Regions from separate parts of the Oryctolagus cuniculus genome. Here region 2 is linked to region 1. Evidence: chromatin contacts called from public Micro-C data. All regions are on one chromosome and are shown on one strand. Each heading gives the region's core, a stretch centred on a gene start, on an enhancer-like site or on the middle of the called end of the contact. The rest is flanking DNA. Distances are from core to core; before and after follow the strand shown.

The links. Hi-C and Micro-C count contacts between places; a contact is called where the count stands out from the background.
Region 2: a contact with region 1 is called in a Micro-C map of ear pinna, with 10 times the contacts expected there. The contact joins the promoter of MYOM1 here to the promoter of LPIN2 in region 1. A contact is called at or near these places in 4 of 6 Hi-C or Micro-C datasets (ear pinna, embryonic fibroblasts, skin fibroblasts and 1 more).

What each region holds. Positions count from the first base shown.
Region 1 is chr10:59,925,156-59,928,892 of mOryCun1.1, forward strand. LPIN2 (lipin 2) reads right to left here and starts at 1,805. Exons shown (of 20, transcript XM_051851363.2): 1 at 1,566-1,805.
Region 2 is chr10:60,135,555-60,139,291 of mOryCun1.1, forward strand. MYOM1 (myomesin 1) reads right to left here and starts at 1,950. Exons shown (of 37, transcript XM_070050417.1): 1 at 1,158-1,950. It overlaps LOC100346112 (myosin regulatory light polypeptide 9), which reads left to right and starts at 2,010. Exons shown (of 4, transcript XM_070050419.1): 1 at 2,010-2,433.

The DNA of each region.
Region 1 (3,737 bases), core at 555-3,054:
TTGAACACCCCTAATCCAAAAATGTTCCAGTATTCTAAACTTTCAGTGTTGACATGATAGCACAGGTAGAAAATTCTGCTCCATGAAACTTTGGATTACGCACAAAATTATTTAAAATACTGTACAAAATTACCTAGGTTATATATATATATATGAGAAATATAAATGAACTTCATGCTTAACTTGGGTCCCATTCGCAAAACAGCTCAATGATTTATATTCAAATATTCAAAAATCTGAAAATAAATGAGAAAATAATACTTCTGGTCCCAAGAATTTGGGGCAAGGGATACTGAAATTGTACTACAATCAACAACTTCTCACTTAATGGGAGGGGAAAAGCCATCCACCCAGTCCAACACTCTGCAGGGTCTGGCCAAGGTGAGGATGCTCAGTAGGTGCACCAGCCCACCAAGGACTGAGTGTCTGCCTCGACCTGAGTGCCCACTCCCCAGCTTCCCGCTCCAGCATCGCCCACCATGCTTTTCATTCAAGCCACTTGTTCATACCACACCAGCAACACATAAGCCATATATTATGGGCTACTAAACAGATGGTAAATATTTGAAAATGCACTTCAAACCTGACATTGCATTGTAAAAATATAATAAATCAGGCAGGCCTAATTTTAATAGGTGTTAAGGCCAGCATCTCTCTGGGGGCAAAGAACTTCGGCAGGGCCTGGCTTCACACCAACAAAGAGGGGCTCGTATTCAATGAAAAACAATCCACAAATTTGGAAAACAAGCCCCAAATGTGCATCAAAAATCAGTCTGGCCGCTCGTTAAGCAATCCTTCAGAGCCTTTCCAAGTATTCAGAGTTCCAGTACTTTCTGAAAGGAAGGGTGATCTTTCTGGTCTAGTTTTGCATAATTATGCCTTCAAAATGTCACCCCGGATTTTCAATGCGAATCGTCTTAATTTGTTCGAGTGACTGGGGAAAATGGGGCTCCTCCGCGTCCAAAGGGGAGAGAGAGCCCTAGGTGCAGACTGTTATCTCCGCACGTTCGGTACAATTGAAGCTTTGCCGCGGGGTCTGGGGGTTTGCGAAAACCGCTCACCCCGAATCCGATCTGCAGACTCCGGGAGGAGGCGCCGGGCCCGCGACCGCCCGCCCAGAGGAAATAACAGCTCCCCGCCGGCCCCCGCTCGCCCCGGGCCCAGCGCGCTAGGGCCCCTGCCGCCCACGGGCTTTTCCAGGCGCTCCCCGATCGGCCGCAGCTCGCACCTCCGCGCCAGAGACCCCGGGCGGGAGCGTCTCAGGTGACCGACCCCACGAGCGGCGGCGCGGACCCGCATGCCTCCGGGGGTGCGTGGTCCTCCTCCTAGCTCCACACACCCCGCCAGCTCGTCCTGCGGCGGCGACTGGAGCCGCGTCTACGTGGCGCGGGTCAGGGATGGGGATGGGGATGAGGGGCGGCCCGGCCGCGCGCGCTGCCTCGGAGGGTCCCGGCCCGCGCCGCGAGGGAGCCCCCCGCCGGCCCTCCCGCGCAGCCCCGTCACAGCCGCCCCGGGAGTCCGCCCAGCGATGGGGGACGCGAGGACCTCAGCCCGTGCCCGCTTACCTGAGGCGGCTCCCCGGCTCCCGGGCCGCGCCGGCGCCCGCGGCCGGCCGAGGGGAGGCGGCGGCTGGACGGCTGCGGCGAGAGCCCGCCGGGGAGGGCGGGCTCGCGGGCGACCGGAGGGGCGGGGCCGGCTGGGGGCGCGCGCGGGTCCGGGGCGCCCGCCGCCGCCGCCGCTGTCTCGAGAGCCGCCTGGGCCGCAGCCGAGCCAGGCGGCTCTCATGAATGAGACCCGGCGGCGGCGGCCGGACGGGAGGAGGGAGGGCGGCGCGCAGGCCCCGCCCCGGCCACGTGACGCGCGCCTCGCCTCCCCCTCCCTGCGGCGCAGCGCCCTCGCCGCCTGGCTCCCCGGGGGCCCGGGGCACGTGCGGTTTCTGGGCGCTGCTCCGCGGCCCTGGCCTGGGAGGGCGGAGCCGCGATTTTTTCCTGCCTGCAGCGACAGGAGCAGTATTATATTTTAAAAAAGTTTCTTGTGGTTCCCATGACAACCGTGCGGCGCGTCACGTGGGACTTAGAGCCCAACTGCCGGAAAAAACGAGTAAAGTGCAAAAAAGGTCTTTGGCGTGAATGTAAAACGGCATAAAATCATATAACACTCATGTTATAAAACATTATAAAATCTTTTGATCGCCAGTAGATCATCTGCTCGTTTGCTTAGCCCTCCCCAATCATATAAACACCTTTTTAAAACGTACTAAAAGCAATGGATTATCATGTATTGCTTTTTATCCTTTTGCGAGCTATTTTATTTTTTATATATCTTTAATCGCTTTGCATTTCATAAGGCTTTTTATACATTTCTATTAACACATATCCGGGGTACAGCCAATACGTTTTGAATTTCAATACGTTTACACAGCCAGTGCTGATCATTGCTGTCCCCTTGTTATTTTTTTAGAGGCATCTAACTCCTCTCTTCTAGTTCATTCTATCATTGAAAGTTACAAATGGAAGGGTGTGCTAACTTTAAATGCCAGTTCATGTTTCAGTGTGCTTCTCTGAGATGGGCCCAGCCCCAACACAGTTTTTCCCGGGGTGCCTGGTCTGTGCTGGGCCCTGGGGGGGACCTGCTCCCACCACAGGTGATCACTTCCATACCCTAGTTCCTTGGGCTTTTCTTTGGAATTCCACCAGGCTTTTCCCCAACCATGGCCAAGGCCCTACAGATAGGTGATTGCCTTGGCTGAAGCCCACAGAGGAAGTTTCCTCATGTTGCTTTCACCTGGCTTCATAAGTGAAGTAAAAACAACCCCCTCCACGTTCAAAGCATTTTACTCCCCCGTGGAGATGTGGAATGAAAGAGAAAGAACCAATGTTCAATTTTATCTCAACAAGATAGAAGTCATAATGCGTTTCCCACAGGAGCGTTTGGAGGATTCAAAACACCTACCTACAAGGTGCCTGATTTAACTCGATGCCTGAAATCTGGAGCAGGTCCTTACTGCTTGTTTTCCGTCTGCCCTTCCATTCTTCCTGCCTAGACTCTCCCTGTTTCTCTTGGGCTTTTTGCAGAATCTGCTGCCTAAGAGGGGAATGTCCTGCCAAGCTTCATCCTTCCTTGCATCGTTCCGAAAGCCCCAGACGTCCCACTCTTCCTCCACACAACCCTGGGATTCACACCCCGCTCAGGATGATTGGTTCACGTTTCTAGTAGTTTCCTCATTCTCTGGTGTCTACCTGACTCGCGCCTCCATGTAAGCAAAGTAGAGACTCATTATTTGTTGCATGCTGTCTCTTCACTTCCTGGGCTGACACCTGGACAGTGGGTAGAGGACACTCAATCCCCAGCTACTCCCTGGGGCTGTCAGAGGAAGAAAGTCCCTGCTTCACCCTTCCTCTGACTCACTACCTTCCAGTTCCTTGACGATGTCCTTCACTCCTCCAATTTTCCCCTGATCTCAACTCGGGGTCCAGTCCTGAGCTTCAGCAGCCCGGGGCTTCTCCTCCCCTAAAAAGAATCCGTCCTCGTCCCTGCGGTCCCCTGCCCTGTGAACTTATTTCATAGCTTCCCCTCCCAGCCACGCTCCCTGGAAGAGAGGCTTTTGCCCTTTCACTTCTTAACAGCCTTCCTCTTCCTCCACCGCGGAAACTGCTCAGGCCAAGGTCAGTGATGATCTTCTGGTTGCCAGAGACAGCAGACCACTCTCAGGTTGATGCTATTTATCAGCATTCCTT
Region 2 (3,737 bases), core at 700-3,199, 210 kb after region 1:
GATGGAAGACCTCTCTCTCTGCCTCTCCTTCTCTCTCTGTGTAACTCTGACTTTCAAATAAATAAATAAATCTTTTAAAAAAAACTTTCATATAAAACTATCTAATTGAATTAGAAAATCCTGTAAGGTTGGCAGGTCAGACGTTAGTCCCATTTCCTACATCAGAAAACTGAGCCTCAGATCAGCTGGCTGCCTTGTCCTCAGGGAAGGATCAGAAATGGAACCAAGTTCCCAAACTGGGTAAAAACGTGGAAAGGAGATTCTCACCAGAGGCAAAGATCCTTAGGTCCAAAAGCATAGAGATACCAGAAAGAGCCAGAGGAGTCTGCCCATGCACATCTAATATGAAAACAGATGGCATGCTAAGAGGATTTTATTATTCCATATTGGCTTTCTGCCCTTTGTATAGCCGAAGTTGCTAGAGGAATGAAAAAATCAGCGATCACACGGTGCACAATTCCCGTTACTCTTCAGCCACCCAGCTCTCTACCCACCTCCAGAGAGCCCGGCCCGCTGCTTGCCCTCCCCACCGACTTCTAGGATTAGTTGTCCTTCGGGGGACACCTTCCACAAGTCCCCAGACGTCTTTCCTCCTCTGTGCTCCCTCAGTAGGCCTGACCTAATTGCACTGCAGTGTTCCAACACCCGCCGTCTATTTTACGCCCCCACCCCTCCACCGCATCCCAGAGGCAGCGACTACCACCACGTTCTGTTTCAAAAAGCACAAACCACAATCCCCACCACCGTGCTCGGCACAGCAGCTGCCGTTTAATAATTGTAAAGAAGCCAAACAGAACATTGCTTTTAAGCTGAGGGGAAAACCAAACCGACTTTTCTCTACTCCGGCCTCAAGTTGTTTTCCCGTAGGCCAGCAGGGCCGGGGAAGGCTCGCACTCTCGCTGGTGGCAGGCCGCCACCCTGTGGACGTGTTTACGCACTGCAGGCGGCCGCCCTTCCTCGGGCTGTCCCTACCTTCCTCGATGAGTCGGCCACTTGGGACTCCTATTAAATCGATGACTTCCCAGAACCTGCCCTTGAGGATTCTGGTTCAATGGGTTGGGGATGAACGACTCAATTATTTGTGGTGTTCACTTGTACTCCAAGGAAGTATACTAATCACCTCTGTTTCAGTCGCTTACAGAATTCGGAATAATTACCTTCCTCCAAGAAAGAAACTGGATCTGACGAATATCTAGAGTATCCTACTCGGCAACCTTTAGAGCAGCGTTCCCTTCTCAGGAGCATGATTCAAGGGAGGGCCGGGTTTGAGGGGGAAGGCTACAGGGCACCCAAACTTCAGAACCGTTCTGGCAACGTGCGCTCAACTATGTCACTGGACCCGGTGCTAGGCTGACGATCTGCACACTCCGCATCCGGGTCCCTCTGCTCCCAGGTGAGGGGGGCACGCAGCTGTGCAGTCCACACCGACCCTGCACGCAAAATGACAGAACCGGGGGAGGCCTTTCTGAAAGCCGGAAAGCCGTCCTAGGCAAGGAGAGCTGAGGAAAAACGGGCCCGACATTTTATCCCTATTTTCACCCAAGCCGCTAGGCTTCGTCGTAGTGAGAGGTAGGGCAGGAGCTGCCCATCTGCCTAGCCGGATCCAAGTCAGCCTCTCCTGGTTAATCAGGGTCTAGCGGCTCGGGCAGGACAAAAACACCTGCGAGTTTCCGAAGAGGAAGTCAGTCTTCAGTCACTCGTGACCTATGAAGTCGCCCAAGCCACAAAGATGGTGGGTCCCTGACAGCCCCCGACACTTCACAACGTCTTCTGTGAGAAACGGGTGGGATTCTTCCTAAAGCAACCCTACAGAGATGAACTTGCTCGCGCAAAGCCGCCCTTCCCCGGCTACCAGCAAACTTCCGAACCGGCCAGGCGGGCTCCCGGACGCCCCACGGGGCGTCGCTGCGCAGACGCACTAGCGCCCGGAGGCGTGGCAAGGCTGGTCACGTGGGCTCCGCGGGCCGCTCCGCGACTTCCCTACAAGGACTTGGGCTAGCGGGCCCCGCCCTTCGCCGCGCCCTGGAATGTGCCGAGAGGCCAAGCCACAGGACAGACGCAACCATCCGCCGACCCGAGGGGGGGACGGAGAGTTCCACTGCAAGAAGAATTACAAAAAAACGAGAAAACTCGGGAATTATATCCAACGAGCCAGAACACACCCTCTATTTTCTAAGTCGCTCGCTTTATACTTGCTTCCCGCGCACTCGGTCAATATTGCGCCTGCTATCAATCACACCGGCCACCTCCCTCCCGGTTACCCTTGTGTTAAGTCAGGCCCATTCTGTCGGCCAGGAATGGTGACTGGGCTTCCTTCCGGTTTGCAAAGCAAAGGCCGGAAGTGTTGGCTTGTAGCTGCTCTCCGTGTGGCAAGGTGGTGGTGGCCGCAGCGAACGCTTCCCCGAGGCTCTCTGGTTCTCGCGCGTGTGTAGGGTGAGTGGTGCTCGCGGGAGGGCGCGGGAGACCCAGCTCGTGCGCTCGTCTCTGCGGGGCGGCTGCGACAGCAGCGGCCGTCCGCCGTGGTTCTCCGGCTCCGGCAGGGCACCTGGACAGGTGTACCAACCGGACTCCCGGTTACGAGCCGGGGGCTAGCTTCGGGATGGAAGGCCGCAGGCGGAAGTGGCCCCGACTCTCACTTCGCTCCTGTGCCCAAACTTGGGAGTTCGGGAAATGTGGCTTAGCTCGCTGGCGCCTTGAGCTTGGGCGACTGCCGAGCCCGCGAAACCCGAGACCCAGGGCGCTGACTCCGGGACTATGTTTAGCTTCTAACGTAAATTTGCCCGATTCCAGAGCGTTTGCGCAAAAAACGGAGCCCACTGTTCCCCTAGCTGCAGCTGTGCAAGTGCGTCTGGAACTCAACTTGGATTTCGGCACCCGTAATCGGGACTTTGCTAAGTGATATATGGACAAAAAGGGGCTTGGGGTTTAGTTTGCGGCTCGGGCAAAAACTCCAAAATGCAATACCATGTCTTGGGTGTAGACTCAGGGCTAAGTCAGTTCTCCAAAGAAGTGTCGTTTATGAAAGCGTGTGTCTGTTCTTGAGCGAACTGGAAGAGAAGTACGCGTTCAGATTAGATATTAGCTTTTTAAATGCAAAAAGTTTCACATGTAAACATGAAGAAGGCAAATATTTCTTAAAATTGCTGTTATCTGTTTTGTGGTCCGGAAGCACTTTGGTAAGAGTTACTTTGTCTAGTGGTAAGAACTTTAGGGTGTGGCAGTCTTAGAGAACTGGTCCTACTCCCAACCGGAAGTTTGAATAAGATGTGAAAACTTGGTTTAGTTAGACCAGAAGCACCAACCTGAAAACTAACTTTAAAAAATTGTAGTTAGCGCTAAAAATTACTTATCTTGAAAAAAAAAAATGGATTGAGATGGTAGATTTGGTCCGGATTTGGAAAGCGGACCAAATTCTGGATGCTGCCACATGCTTGCTAAAATGGGAGTTTTTCATTAACGAACATATCATATTTCCTGAAATAGTATCGTTTGTTCTGTCAAAAACTCTAGATTATTTTATATTTATTACCATTTTACAAATGGTGGACTCTGGGTTTTTTAAGTAAAGCAATCGAAAGTATATATTAGCATGGATTATCCCTATTTTATGGATTATGTAGGTTTTTCAAAATCTCTTTCTGGGTTCCTAGTCCTGAAAAGTCTTCTGGCTGCCCTTGGTGTGTGGAGAGAGAGCATTTTTTTTTTATATTTTTTTTAATTCATTTAATAAATGTGAA